Linked DNA regions of Mus musculus: all the other regions are linked to region 1. A link is a contact called in public Hi-C and HiChIP or PLAC-seq data. All regions are on one chromosome and are shown on one strand. The core of a region is the stretch at or near the end of the contact, and the rest is flanking DNA. Distances in the headings are between cores, read along the strand shown. Region 1 holds the start of Syt1 (synaptotagmin I). Region 2 overlaps Syt1 (synaptotagmin I). Region 3 overlaps Syt1 (synaptotagmin I). Region 4 overlaps Syt1 (synaptotagmin I). Region 5 has its middle 85 kb from the start of Gm23041.

Evidence for each region. Hi-C and Micro-C count contacts between places; a contact is called where the count stands out from the background. HiChIP or PLAC-seq counts read pairs in DNA pulled down with a chosen protein or histone mark.
Region 2: an H3K4me3 HiChIP or PLAC-seq map of embryonic basal ganglia shows a contact between it and region 1, with 3 times the contacts expected there. The contact joins the enhancer-like site here to the promoter of Syt1 in region 1. A contact is called at or near these places in 5 of 39 promoter capture datasets (the 3T3-L1 cell line, the C10 cell line, hippocampal neurons and 2 more), 1 of 484 Hi-C or Micro-C datasets (embryonic stem cells) and 2 of 115 datasets of contacts at active chromatin or transcription factors (embryonic basal ganglia and neural tube).
Region 3: a contact with region 1 is called in an H3K4me3 HiChIP or PLAC-seq map of forebrain, with 5 times the contacts expected there. The contact joins the enhancer-like site here to the promoter of Syt1 in region 1. A contact is called at or near these places in 7 of 39 promoter capture datasets (the 3T3-L1 cell line, 3T3-L1-derived adipocytes, embryonic stem cells and 3 more), 3 of 484 Hi-C or Micro-C datasets (the HL-1 cell line, cerebral cortex and embryonic stem cells), 3 of 115 datasets of contacts at active chromatin or transcription factors (embryonic forebrain, forebrain and neural progenitor cells) and 1 of 9 other capture datasets (embryonic stem cells).
Region 4: a Hi-C map of the N1E-115 cell line shows a contact between it and region 1, with 6 times the contacts expected there. The contact joins the enhancer-like site here to the promoter of Syt1 in region 1. A contact is called at or near these places in 1 of 39 promoter capture datasets (the 3T3-L1 cell line), 1 of 484 Hi-C or Micro-C datasets (the N1E-115 cell line), 5 of 115 datasets of contacts at active chromatin or transcription factors (craniofacial prominence, embryonic forebrain, embryonic stem cells and 2 more) and 1 of 9 other capture datasets (liver).
Region 5: a contact with region 1 is called in a Hi-C map of forebrain, with 4 times the contacts expected there. The contact joins the enhancer-like site here to the promoter of Syt1 in region 1. A contact is called at or near these places in 7 of 39 promoter capture datasets (the 3T3-L1 cell line, 3T3-L1-derived adipocytes, the C10 cell line and 3 more), 2 of 484 Hi-C or Micro-C datasets (the N1E-115 cell line and forebrain), 1 of 115 datasets of contacts at active chromatin or transcription factors (neural progenitor cells) and 3 of 9 other capture datasets (adipose tissue, liver and pancreatic islet).

Annotation. Positions count from the first base shown.
Region 1 is chr10:109,009,620-109,012,379 of GRCm38.p6, reverse strand. Syt1 (synaptotagmin I) reads left to right here and starts at 1,405. Exons shown (of 11, transcript NM_009306.3): 1 at 1,405-1,804.
Region 2 is chr10:108,557,884-108,560,643 of GRCm38.p6, reverse strand. The region is part of intron 9 of Syt1 (synaptotagmin I); the gene reads left to right. Among named protein-coding and RNA genes, the nearest start is that of Gm36601, 100 kb to the right of the region's middle. Within about 2 kb of position 1,318, at least 10 of the 459 cell types and tissues checked have an H3K27ac peak or open chromatin away from gene starts, as enhancers often do. A contact at or near this core is called in embryonic basal ganglia, where this site is marked.
Region 3 is chr10:108,600,771-108,603,530 of GRCm38.p6, reverse strand. All of the region lies in intron 8 of Syt1 (synaptotagmin I), which reads left to right. Among named protein-coding and RNA genes, the nearest start is that of Gm5136, 98 kb to the left of the region's middle. Within about 2 kb of position 1,315, at least 19 of the 459 cell types and tissues checked have an H3K27ac peak or open chromatin away from gene starts, as enhancers often do. A contact at or near this core is called in forebrain, where this site is marked.
Region 4 is chr10:108,678,660-108,681,419 of GRCm38.p6, reverse strand. All of the region lies in intron 4 of Syt1 (synaptotagmin I), which reads left to right. Among named protein-coding and RNA genes, the nearest start is that of Gm5136, 20 kb to the left of the region's middle. Within about 2 kb of position 1,394, at least 28 of the 459 cell types and tissues checked have an H3K27ac peak or open chromatin away from gene starts, as enhancers often do. A contact at or near this core is called in the N1E-115 cell line and forebrain, where this site is marked.
Region 5 is chr10:109,282,215-109,284,974 of GRCm38.p6, reverse strand. No RefSeq gene overlaps it. Among named protein-coding and RNA genes, the nearest start is that of Gm23041, 85 kb to the left of the region's middle. Within about 2 kb of position 1,339, at least 15 of the 459 cell types and tissues checked have an H3K27ac peak or open chromatin away from gene starts, as enhancers often do. A contact at or near this core is called in forebrain and hippocampal neurons, where this site is marked.

The DNA.
Region 1 (2,760 bases), core at 156-2,655:
GTTACCTTTGCACACCAGTGTTAATGAAACTCCAGTTCAAAGTGGATGAGTTTGGGGAATTGCGATCGCTATTTATTTCCTTACCTGAGATGCCAGGATCATCCTGTCAGGAAAATAAAGAGCCCAATTAGGGGAGTGCTCATTTGTGGCTATTGATCAACTTTACAAAAACTGCTAAGATTTCCAAGCAAAACAAGAGGTTCTGAGGGCACTGAGCAAGGTCAAGCGAGTGGGAAAGAAAAAAAAAAATCTCTGTTAGTGACAAGAAAGCATTTCACCTGTGGAGTAAAAGGCTCCTGCCCTTGGGAGCTAGACTCCACCCCAGGGCCAGCCAGCCTGCCCTCCCGTCCAAGCCTCTCAGCCTCCCTGTTTGGCATCTCTCGGTATTACCAAGCTATAAATTGCCCAGGAGCTTAGAGACAATCAGGTCACGGCTGCTCTCACGAGGGAAAAGCTTCTTACTTCCGAGCAGAAGGGTTCAGCTAGGAAGAGGAGGGAGAAAGCCCTTTAGTCCCCCACCGTGCGGGCGGGCAAGGGGTGAAGAGAGACGGAGACAGGGGGGGGGGGGGCGAGCACAAGCCCAAGAAGGTGGAAAAAGCGTGCCTAGCAAGGTCGCACTTGACCCAAGTCTCCAAACTTATTGGTCGCTGCATGGAAACTCCCTGGGCGCTCGCTCCATTGCCTAGCAGCTGCAGCTGGGTGGAGCCTCGCTCCTCCGCCCCACCTATGGATGGACCTTGCATACAGCTCTGGTCCACCACACCCTTCCTGGGCGGTCTCTAGACATCTAGCTGCCCTGACATTATCGGAGCCTGGCTTCCCACTCGAGTTCAGACGGAATGATGTGACTGGTCTCCCAAAGCAAGAAGGACCACCTCTATCTCAGTAGTCCTGCTTCCCCACAACTCCGCGGTGTCAAATGGCCAAAGACAAACTTCTGCCTCTCTCGCGTCCCAGCTCCCACCTTTTCAACCTAGAACTCACACATATCGAAACTCCTAGGATGCTGTGTAGATCTGGGCATGCTCAGTATCAAGGCAGGTTTTGATTGAAAGTTAAAAAAAAGCTTTGTATTAGGCTTGCTTCTTATCCAGTGCTTATGGCTTACTGAACAGGTTGAGGGCATTCCCGAGTCTACCCACCGGGTCTAGAAAATTATCTTTTAGTGTTTTCTCTTTGGGATCTGGTCTCCTCTTAGTTCACCCCACCCCCGCCACTCTCCTAAACCCCTCTCCTCAGGTCCCTGTCCGCTGTGGGGATGGAGAGACTCTAACAGTACTGGGCTGGGCTCCGTTGCCTGAGAGGAGCCACCTATTATCAGTGCTCTCTGATTGGCTCTTCTGAGCAGCGTACCTTGGTTGGAACCAATCAAGAGCCGGGGCCGGGAGATGATGGGCGGCCGCCTCCTCACTGGAGGGATTCCTGGAGAAGCTGCAGTGTGGGGATGCTCTGACCGAGTTCAGCCCCCAGTGTCTTTCCTCCTCCTCCTCCTGCAGCGACAGCATCCGCAGTTAGCAGTGGGCAACTTGAGGCTGTAACCGGGGCAAGCCCCCAGGGTCCTGCTCACCCAACAGGGGGCTCAGGTCCCCGAAGGGGTGTGTGCAGGGCGGGGGCGGCCAGCTGGGACCAGCTGGTGGCCCTAGAAAACCTCACCCACACCCACACCCACACACCCCTTTTGTGTTGCAGGCTGCCCCTCTGAGAGCGGAGGCAGCGAGAGAGTACTCGTGTGCCTCGCACCGGTCCGCGGTGAGAGCAGCGGGGACCAAGACTCGCACCATCTCCCGGTCGGTCCTCGCTCCAGGTAAGGCAGCCCCACTGGCAGCGCGGCCACCTCGGTGGTACCTTGGTACCTCTGCGCTTCAATCTGTCGAAGAGACGTAGGTACACTTGATTTGTGGCGATGGGAGACCTAGGGAGGGATCCCCCCGTAAGCCTATTGTGAGAAATGCAAGACCACAAGTGCATCTCCGGGGAAAGCACTTTGCACAGGGCTGGTGATTCAGAACCAGGAGTTGATGTTGGGCATCCCCCATCTTCTTGCTTCTTCCATTCTCTCCTCTGTCCTCCACCCCCCAGCCCCCTCTCTCCTCCCCCTCCTCCTATTCTAAGCCAGTACAGCCCCCCACCCCCAACGGGGGGTGGAGGATTGTCTTTCTTACAGGGAAGAAGGGCAGTGAAGAAGAGAAAAAAGATTTCTTTCTGTTGGAGGGAGGATAGATTGCAACCCCGTGTGAAAATATGAGTCCAGGAAGGGATGAAACCACACAGGGAATTAAACTGAATGAGAGTAGACAAGGAGACCAGCTTCTGCTCTCAGAAAGGAAGTGTCAAATTTGAATCCATCTCCTCCTTGCAAGAGGCTACAAATGGAACAAAAATAACCCAACACTCCAACCCACTTTCAACTGCTTAATTGCTGCTGCTCTCCTGTGCCTGCTATCAGAATCTTCTTGTTTGCATCTGTCCTGTGGGGCTGACAGTTTGGGATAGCACCTCAGGGTCACTGTCTGAACTTTGAGGGCTTGTTGAGTTTGTAAAAATTAAAACTAGATCATCACCCTCCCGAGATTTACCCAGGTAGCCTTTATAGTGGGAGGGTAATAACATGGGAAGTTTCAAAACCTTTCCAAGTGACACCAGAATTATCAGGAGACTTGACTTTTACTTTGATCTTGCTAATCTGGTTAGCCTCTGTGGACTGTGGACGTGTTGATGTCCACTTCCCTAACCTTAACCCTTTGGTGAAACACAGGAAGT
Region 2 (2,760 bases), core at 69-2,568, 450 kb after region 1:
AGATTTCTATCATGCCTCTGTTTGTATGGCAGCAGCTCTCCTTGCAGTACTCCAGTGGACTTATAAAGAATCCAACCCCCGACCCCACCCCACCTCCTCATATAATTCTCATACTTGCTTCCTTCAATGAACCTTTGGCTTCAAGCTCTTGGGATACACAGTAGTCTATTAGCATAGAGCAGACCTTGCATTAAATACTTGACAATCCTGATTTCATTTACTTCTCTCTGTAACTAGATAATACTGCCATTCTTAACAAGTTTCCGTTGAAATAACAGTGGCTTAGAGACTTAAGAGGGTGTTGCTCTGAACTGCGTCACCATCTCTTCATCTGTCATTTAGTGTAGTTTTTGTTCCTGGAAGCATCTGTGATTAGTGGCCAATATTAAGCTACAATTGTGTGATTCTTAAGTCTCTGGTTCCTTCAATTCTTTAATACTTTAAAATGCAATGGCCTCGACATTTTCAAGGTCACACATGTGCGTCCTTAGATCAACCAAAGGAATTTATCCTTTGTTGGAATAGAAAGCTGTAATGCAACCCTATGACTCTCAACTTCCTGTTGCGTCACATGAGCATTATCAAATCTCCTTGAAGAAGCTGAAAGAGCCACAGTGGTTACGAGTACAGAGCCTCAAAAGCCAAGGTCTATAAGAGGACCCACTGAGATGCAGGGAGCATCCCTATGCAAGAGCTCCCACCCTAGCCCACAGTATGGCAAGGGATTGAAGGATTTGAATTCTAAACTTCTGATAGATTAGCATCTGCCCAGAACAACCTCTGAAAGCAGTGGCTATCCCTGGAGAGAAAACTGTGGAGCCCGTCATGCCAGTCTGTGCAAGGTTAAGTCTGTGATCAGGCTAAAGATACAGATATGGCTGGATGAGACACCACATCGGATGCAGGAGGGTTAGGGACTGTGGCTGAGGTACAAATTGCTTAGAAGCAGGCTCATTTTAAGTTGCCATGGCAAAGAAAAGTGCAGACAATGGAAAGCTTTTACATTAATACCAGCTACCTCTTGTTATGATAGGATTGTCCAGCTGAGGGGCACTTTTCTTTGTTCTTCAACTGACATGAACAGATAAAATAATAAACAGTAATTACATAGTATTATAATGATTTCTGGGCTTGCCTCAGAGGGGCGTGCATCTGGCTAGGTAATTACTTCTTTGACAGATAGGTTTTTCCGTGAGAATGAAGGATGATGAGCTGAGTTTACTGCCTGCTGATGAGACCGCGGGGGAGGAAGGTCGTGAGGTATGCTTATTAAGACCATTTTAGTCAACGTGTTTTTCAATCAGTTGTCAAGGTTCCTATCCTAGTTAAAGAAATACTGCTTATGAAAGTGACACGGGAGCAGTCCCGGCCGTGAGAGACTCCTACTTGAGGGAAGTGACTCAATGGTAGACTTTTCAGGCAAGCTTTCAGTGAAAGGCCGTGTTTTAAAATGCGATACCTTCATCTCTAATATTCTAAACTTTACAGCTGGTGTGAAAGAGAGCCAGACTCCTGTATTCCATTTAAACTTCTTGAGAGATGAGTTCCCCCTACTGATTCAGATACAACTTTCTACAGGATTCTGACTAATCCTTAAGCCATTACCGCGCTCGGGGATGTGTTCCCGCAGTCCAGCAACACATGCACGCTTTACTCACTTTCTCCACCCCCACACTAAGTTCACCAGGAGTGACAACAGATGGGATTCTGTCCCCCTCGTTATAACAATATAGACGGCAGGTGGTGGGAAAAATGGGAGGATTTGAGCAGGAACGGAAACTATAGAAACTTAAATAGAGGAGGAAAACATGGGGACTATATATAGTTAACATTTATATAATTTTATATAATTTTTATAGTTATATATTTACATATAAATTTATATTAATTATATTAACATAAAATTTAAATATAACTATATAGTATATATTTTTATAATTTGTATATTTATATATACACAAATCATATATTTTATTATGTACAGATATATAAAATATATGTAATATATAAAAAATCTTACAAGCATACATATACATAGGCAAATGATATATAATATATATTATATATATATATATATATATATATTCTCACATAATACCTAAGTACATATAAGCAGTTCATTTCTTGGCTACTCATAATATGAATTTTTATTTCACATAATGCATGTAAACATGAGACCAAGAATAACTTAGTATCGCTTGCCCTATCTGTCCACTGTGCTCTCAGCTAGGTTTGCCCACAGCTGAACACAGAGCAAGAAACTTTTCTTCTGGATATGATGATATGTAGATGAAGATGCTCTGTAGTGAACAGAGATTTCTGTTTCCTCGCTCTTCCACGTTGTCTTAGTTAGGGTTTTACTGATGTATACAGACACCATAACCAAGGCAAGTCTTACAAGGACAACATTTAATTGGGGCTGGCTTACAGGTTTAGAGGTTCAGCCCATTATCATCAAGGTGGGAGCATGGCAGCATCCAGGCAGGCATGGCACAGGAGGACTGAGAGTTCTATACCTTCATCTGAAGGCTGCTAACAGAATACTGACTTCCAGGCAGCTAGGATGAGGATCTTAAAGCCCACACTCACAGTGTCATGCCTACTCCAACAAGGCCACACCTACACCAACAGGGCCATACCTTCTAATAGTGCCACTCCCTGGGCTGAACTTATATAAGCCATCACACATGTCCAATATGCTACAATGATACAATAAACAGTACAGGTAACTAAGACATTAGGTTTTTTGTTTTGTTTTGC
Region 3 (2,760 bases), core at 66-2,565, 410 kb after region 1:
AGAACAACTAGTGAGAAAAGTGACTCAGGTTAAGTCTTTATACACATGATGCCGTTATCCAGTCATTAATTAAATTCATGAAAATAGATCTTCTTTGTTCTAGGAGACGTACCAAGGACTAAGAATGTACAAAGATAGCCATTATGTTTTAACTTGGTGTCAACTGCATATGGATACATGTTATTGGATTGAAATAATAATGAAAAACTAGTGCACATGTGCATTTACCATGTCCTAGGGATTGCTCTAAGTGACATCTATATCCTCTCCCATGAAGTCCTTACAACCATTAGAAATTGACAGCTATCATCTCCATTTTATCCAGTAGTAAACTGAGGGAGGAAACAAGGTCTCTTCAAGGTCACTCAACATGTAAGGGCAAACCAGGATTCTAAGCTCCCAATTCATGATTTGAATACCTCTGTCTCATTTATCCTTCTATTACAGACAACTTTCCTTACCTATTTTATCTTATTTGACCTCATTAAATCTCTATGAGGACAGAGCGGGAGATTCTGCCATCCCTTCTGATTCAAGGCGATGCAATAAATCTCCATTTAGTCAATCAATTTAGCTGAGGCAACCTCAGGAGTGTCCCGGGAAACGGGGAGCTTGTGTCTGGACATCCTCAGGTCCTCCAAGAAGCACTTTCACCTAACATCTACAGATGTCCATGGAAGACCTTGAGGTGGTCATTTTGGAATTTTAACTGCCGCATCCTGTTCACTCGGGATGGCATGAAAGCAATTACAAATTGCTTAACAGGTGATGTATAATATTCGATATGAAGAATCTAGCTGTGAACGGCTACACCAGGGAGAGCCTGACATATGATTTTTTTTTCAAGTTCAGGTACTTTGTGCTAACAGTAGTCTTTCTACCATATAGTGAGTGTTGGGTATTATTAGATATGATGCAGTATAAAGGGGAAAATTGAGCATTCTGAAACGTTTATTACAAAGAAGAGAAAGCACGGACTTTGGTGTGGTGCAAACCTGTGCTCTGGGTTTTAATAGTCATATTATCTTAGACAGTTATTTCCTAGGACAAATTCCTGACCTGTCCATTCACGGAGATGATGATGGCTATAATAGTAATACAGAAATTGTTTCTTGAGGATAGCTTCTTACTACCAGCGGCAAACATTTCCTGAGCTCTTACTACGCGCCAGGTTCTGTTGTGTATACAGCATGTGTTCCTTCGGTGTGAGTGTTAGCATTTTCATTTTGCTGATAAGGATAACAAGGCTAAGAATATTCTCAGATCACACAGCTAGCAAGTGATAAGCCAACACTGATCAGCAGGCTGACTGCCACCAAAAGCACAGTACTGGCTGCCTGCAATTTCTGTGAAGCCACTGTCTCTTATGAATACAGACTTCATCTCCTGTCTGTTTTCCTTTCTTGATTTATCTAACTTATCAGCCAAGGAAACTGTTTCCTCAGTGAGCTCCGCAGCAGCTGCTCCAGTTTGCTTCTGCACCATTTCATTCTGTTAACTCTTAAAACATAGTGTGTGTGTGTGTGTGTGTGTGTGTGTGTACATGTGCGGCATGCATGCACGCATGCACATGCATGTGTATGGATTGTGTGACGTATGGGGAGCAGAATGGGAACAACACTGGAGAGTCAGTTATCTCTTTCCAACTTTAAACTGAGGTCTTATCAGACTTATATAGCACTGGACCTCTTCAGCAGCCCCTGTCTAATTGTATGCTTATACACTTGAGGAGTGCCTGTGATTTGTAATTGAAACAGCAGTTTTCAGGAAGCTTTGCTCTCTGCCTTCCCCTCCCCTTCACCTATAAGCAAAACCTTTGGCTCCTTTTTCTACCTTTAATCTCCATTGCATATGTATAGAAATCCCATTTCACTAGCATACATTATCTTTTTGGTAATTTCTCCCATAAACGTAAGCCTACAACACTTTTTTAGCCCTTAGCATCTCACAGTATTTCTCTGTGTCTGTGAGTCACCTCTGTTAACTACATGTTATCAAATATTCAAAGAGTCTAATTGCCCGGAGCCTCTTCTCGATAACGGACAGTCTTTTCAGCTTTTAATTCTTGATATTCTACCTAGAATTTCTTAAATTCTTTGTATTAGTTGAAAGATTTTTGAGACCATTTTAAATTTATGCAGTAATTCAAAACTATATACTCTCTTCAGCTCTTTAGTTGCCAAAAAACTAATTTGCATATTAAAGCAATGGAAATATGGATTACTTCAAGCTCCTCATGTTATCCTTTCTGTGGCATGATGTTGTACAACAGCTAATGCTTTTATGACCTACATTTCAATAACTATCTGCAAACAACACGAAGGCACGGTGTTGGTACACACAGGCATAGAGCACTATGGGGTTTTTACAAGTGTACAAGATAGGATAGCTCTCCACTCAGTGGGATGTTGTATAAGAAAAATCAGAAAATGAGTCTTACATAAGAATGAGAGCATGGGAAGATGATGCTATCCCTTCTGATGCAACTGACCAGAAATTGATGGGTCCATTTTCTCATTCGTATGGTCTAGAAACTTACTAACTTTCCTTCATTAAGACGTGATGCTAAAGCTGACAACAGAATGCCATTACAAATAAAGAGGAAAGCTGTCGTGGCTTAAAATAAGTCGTAATTACATAACATACGCTGTTTTAAAACTGTCTTTGGTAGTCATTTCTCATAGAAATCTGTGCTATGCTTTACATAATGAAACACTCCCTGCCATCCCAGCAGGGCCCCTCCAGCTGTCAGTCGGAAGG
Region 4 (2,760 bases), core at 145-2,644, 330 kb after region 1:
ATGGTAAATCACACTGTCTTAGCCACTGCTTGGTGGGCAGGAATGGATGGGACAGCCACATCTGCTCCAAGCTCTTTTTCTGCTAGCCACTCACACAGTTCGCTCCTGCAGGAGTGGATACCCCTGAGTTTCAGTTTATCATCTACAGTGTTTCCTGCATCCAGATCTACACACACACACACACACACACACACATCCTGTCTCCTCTGCCTGGAATACCTCTTGCCTCTGCTTGCCTCTGGAACCTCTCGCCCTTCTGAGTTCTGGCTATTTCAAGATGTTCTTATTCCCTCCCCTCAAACCTGCCAATCATCAATTAATTACCAGCTCTTGCCCTGCTATGCATCTATGCTTGTATGTGCTCGTCGTTTTGATATGTTACTTAGCTGGCTCTGCCTGTTAATACTGTGCAATCTGTGTGGTTAGATGCTCGCTCTCTTTTTCTGTGATTCTCCAGTCCCAGAACAAAGCAGGCTCATGGAAGACAGAATTCTTATTCCCCTTTAGTTCACAGCAGCCTATTAATTACATTGAGTTGTCCAGAAAATGACTCTGAAGAAGCCGCCTACGGGAAGGCTTTGAAGGACATAGTAAGGAAGGTGACGTTCACCCTTTTATTGGAACAGAGGTGGGCAAGCTTCCAGAACCACAAACTTTGCCCTTGCCCATCTCCCCTCTTGTCTCTCTTTTTATTTTTGCTGTCTCTATTCTTGATTTTTGTTCAGTACCATCACCTTCTGTTCTGTTTTCTTCTTCTTCTTCTTCTTCTTCTTCTGCTTCTGCTTCTGCTTCTGCTTCTGCTTCTGCTTCTGCTTCTGCTTCTGCTTCTGCTTCTTCTTCTTCTTCTTCTTCTTCTTCTTCTCCTCCTCCTCCTCCTCCTCCTCCTCCTCCTCCTTCTTTTTCCTACTTGCCTGTACTGCCAGAATATGTCCCTTGCTTGTTTTATTCTTTTGAGCCTGGTGTCAATCAGACTGGTGCAGTTGATAAGCAAGCCATTCCTAGATTGGCCCTCAGGGTACATAGTCCTCCCCACAGATACTTTTATTAGAGTAGAGATCTGGGACCCACTGCTGATTTCGTCTCTATGGGTTTTATTTTTTTAATGTGCTATATTGGGATACCAAGAAGGCTAGACGAGCTCATCTGATATGACAGCTGCTACGTACCACCACCCTGTTCCCTGCACTTTCACAGGGAGAATTCAAGGGGCAGCTCAAATGTGGCAGTGGCCATTCCTGCAGCAGGCCCTTTGATGAGGCTTGCTTCGGTGAGTAGCTGTTTACAGTGACCTCGTTCAGCTGTCTCAGTCTCCTCCAGCAGGTACACAAAGCACACTTTCAGAAGCTCTGTGCTGCTGTCATTGCTGATAACCCTGTAGCCGTGGTTATCATTTGAAGTGGTGCTTCAGCCTGGCCTTGCCTGCCATCTCCTGCCCACACTGATTGGAACTGTTCCCCATCACCTCACCTTTCAGGGCTGCTGTCATCCACCCACTTCTCTTCCTGCTAATGCAGTGTTAATGCGATTTCCCTGGCTCCCTTCCAGGTCCTCATCAGCGGTGAATCTGTTTTGCTATTTTGCATTAAGTAGTCTTAAGCTATAACACCGGTGCTTCTGATGCACAGCCAAGTACCTCCACGAGGGCTTGAGCTTAATAGTTGCTCTAAAAGCTGAACATCACGTGATTTCACCCGTGCTTCCAATTACAAAGAGCGTATGGATCGCTCCCACAGTCCATTCTGCTGCTTATAGCTTCAGCTAGGGACAGCTACACCTTGCTACCATGTGGATGATTTGACATGGATAACTACTCAACCAGGGACAATTGGGCCGTACATAAAGGCAGCCCGCCCCATGTACCTAGCCTTTATTGATACTCTGTTGGCTAGTGAGCTTCTACGCCAATGGTTCTCAACCTGTGAGCCACAACCCCTTCAGAGGTCAAAGGACCCCTTCACAGGGTCATATATCAGATATTCTGCAGATCAGTTGTTTATATTACAGTTCATAACAGTAGCAAAATTAGAGCTATGAAGCAGCAATGAAAATAATTTTATGGTTGGGGGTCACTATAACATGAAGAACTGTATTAAAGACATTGAGAACCACTGCACTAGCCTCTCCATTCTATTCTTTCTGAACACACTCTCCTTTCCTCTCTTTCTCTTCTAATTGTTGGCAGGAAAGTTCTCTCCAAAGATGTATCTTAGGCCTTCCTCTATTTCCGTGACTCTTTTATCTTTTCAGGGTTTACAATACGATTGATTTCATGTCATTTACACTCAGAGCCTAATCCCTAGCCTTGATAGCTCTATTGAACTTCTTGCTTTCCTTAATTCTGTGTAAGAATGGTTTGCAAACAGTTAAGTTGCCTGCACCACACATGCATACGTCTGTGTATTTCACACCTGCATACCATGTAATCATCACTCAAAAGAAAAAAATTCATAGTACCTTTCCAGTAATTCCAGTAATGCCCTAGCATCTCTAGCTTTAGACACTAGTTGGTCTTTTTGTCATTTTTATTATAATATATATATGTATATGTATATATGTATATACATATATTTGGTTATAATTTCTTCTATGGTTTGTTAGCATAGAATCATACAGTATCACATAGTCTATATATCTTGTTTCTCCTGTTTGTGGGATGTTTTTGAGATTGTTGCTGTCTGTTCACACTGTTGTTTCTTCTAATAGTTCATTCCTTTTTATTATTTTTTTAAATAATCGTCCATTATTGAATATCCAAAAAAG
Region 5 (2,760 bases), core at 90-2,589, 270 kb before region 1:
TGTATCTTAGTGATTAAAAGTTTTTCCCATTTTATGCAAAATGTGAGCTTAAGAGCCTAAGACCACCAGATGTCATAAAGCCTAACTCTCAGCTGTATCCTTTGCCTTCCATAGCTTTGTCCTCCTGCTTCATGCATCCACTAAATTTGATATATTTTTATTGAGTGTGTATGATATGAAAAGGGTGCATACCCCAGTGAGTGTGTGGAGGTCAGAGAACAAGTTTTTGGAGTCAGTTTTCTTTCTCTTCACATCTCTATGCAGGTTCTGATAGTTGGGTTAGGTTATCAGGATCACACAAGTGCCATTACTGGATATGCCATACTCCCAGGCCTTGGGCATCATTTCTAAAATTGAAGCTCTCAAAGCTCTCTGCACCTTTTCCACGATCATTTTATTTTGATCCTTTTTTCCTGCTCTTTCACCCAGTTCCCCAAACATGTTACAAACTTCATTAAAGACCATGCTCTATTTCTTTCATTGACATGTTTCTAAATAGTATCTGATGGTGAATAAATGATTTCTAAGTATTTACCCATTGAATGAATGAACACAGAAGCCATTTCAGAAATGTAAACCATTCTATTAACACAGGGTATTATGTATCTCTATATTATCTTCTTATTATGAGAAATGTTATTAAAATAAACAAGCATCCATCTGAAGTATCAAGATAATAGCTCCTTTTTTTTCTGTCATACTCCCTTCTTGATTGGTTGTGTTGTTATTTGGTTATAAACACTTTTTAAGAGCAATGTTTACAAAGTCAGATCTAGTCAAAGCCATTTGGTAAAAGTTAGGTTTGGTTTTAACCACCGTGTCTCAATATGTAGGTACATAGTAACAACAACCAAAAAAAGGTTATAATATTAATTCAATGCTTCAAACAATCAAAATTAAAGCTTAACAGAAGGGCCTGAAGGACTTATGGGTAGTATTCTACAATATAGCTTATATTACTGCTTTATGAAATCTAAGCTTCCTTGAAAAATATCTATCTATGTAAGTCTCTGTTTATGCCAGGATTTGTGTGATAATATACTCAGAATGAGTGTGGCACAGCCTGGAAGCAGCACCCTGTGTTTATTGACCATCTCTTAGAGTATGATTCTAACTTACTCTTCCCTATTATGTACAGAATTTTAAATATCTTGGATGAATGCAGGAGTGAAATTTGAGATAGAGACATCACTATATATTATATTTACTAAAATAAATAAATAACTGAAAAGAAAATCTTCCCCAGCAGAATTTATAACATAACATTCTAAGCTACAGACCGATCAAAAAATTACCATTTTGAGAACGGAGCTTGGAAGAACCACGGGATTTTCTTCTGTGCCTCTGTAACCACGGCAACCTCAATTGTGATTTTCATATTCGACACCCTCTACAAACCACTTAGGCCTCACATGGAAAATAAGAAAGGGAAAAATTAGGCATGATTATACTCTCCTCTTTATCTGGATGTTTAGTGCCTTGGCTCCGCGCTCAGAGATTTGCAGGGCGGAGAATATTTCTCCGCTGTCACACACATCATTTTGCGCCTCTCAGTTCTTTGTCCTCTCTGATGTTATCAGCCTGAGTTTCCTAAAACATGTATCTGAGCTTGTCTTGAGAACTGTTTTCCTCTGAGCATGACACGGCCATTGCTCTCCTGACATCTAGGCAGTTGTGACCGCTACCACTTAAGACCCTTGCAAGTCTAAGCCCACTAATCATGGTTGTGGAAGGGAGGAGGAGTCACCAGGCAAAGAGGGAACAGAGAGGGACCCACAATGCAGCTCAGCAGGCTCCGCCCATAAGTAACTTTTCTAAAGCCCTGAAAGTTGCTAGCCTCTCACCCATGCTCCTGCAAGTGTCCACAGGAATCTCATTGACTCTCATCAAGCTGAACTTGTTTAAAAATCATTCCTTTACAGTTAATGTCTTTACATTCCTTTACAGTTAATACATTGATGAATAAGTGAATATATACCATGTTTGTCTTGCTGGACCTGGGTTACCTCACTCAGGATGATTTTTTTTTTCTAGTTCTTTTCATTCCCGTACACATTTTATGATGTCATTTTTAACAGCTGAGTAATACTCCATTGTGTAAAATCTATCACGTGTTCTTTATCCATTCTTCTGCTCTATGATCCTTCTACTCCTACGGGTTGCCTCATCTAGCCTTGATGAGCATATGTCTTATTATATCTTGTTATGCCTTCTTTAGTTGATCTCCCTAGGAGGCCTGCCTTATTTTTCTGAGGGGAAACCAGAGGAGGAGTGGATCTGGGGAGGAGGGGAGTTGGTCAGAAAACTGGGAGAAATGGAGGAAGGAGAAACTGCGGCCAGCGTGTGCAGGATGAGAGAAGAATAAATAAAAATTAAATAATAGAATAAAATCATTCTGTTGGTGCCCTGGCGGCAGTGGTTGGTGTGTGTGCCGCTCTCGCAAGCAGAAGTTAATGGCTTGTCTTGCTTTTCCTCTGGTTAACTCTAAAGATCTTCCCTACACAAGCAGGCAGGGCGGGGACCAGCATCTTCCAGAAGAAGGTGGTATGGTAAACGATAGTGATGTTCGCACCTGTCCTTTTAAGCACATCTTCTTTTGCCTGTATGAAAGTGTTAGAGATGCTTGTTCCCTTGTAGCTTTCACAGAAGCCCTACAAGATAATTATCAGTCTCCTCTTTTAACAAATGAGACTACGATGAGTTAATTAGCATGTTCAAATTCACCTAGCTACGCCATGGTAGGTCAATGCTATGAGACCA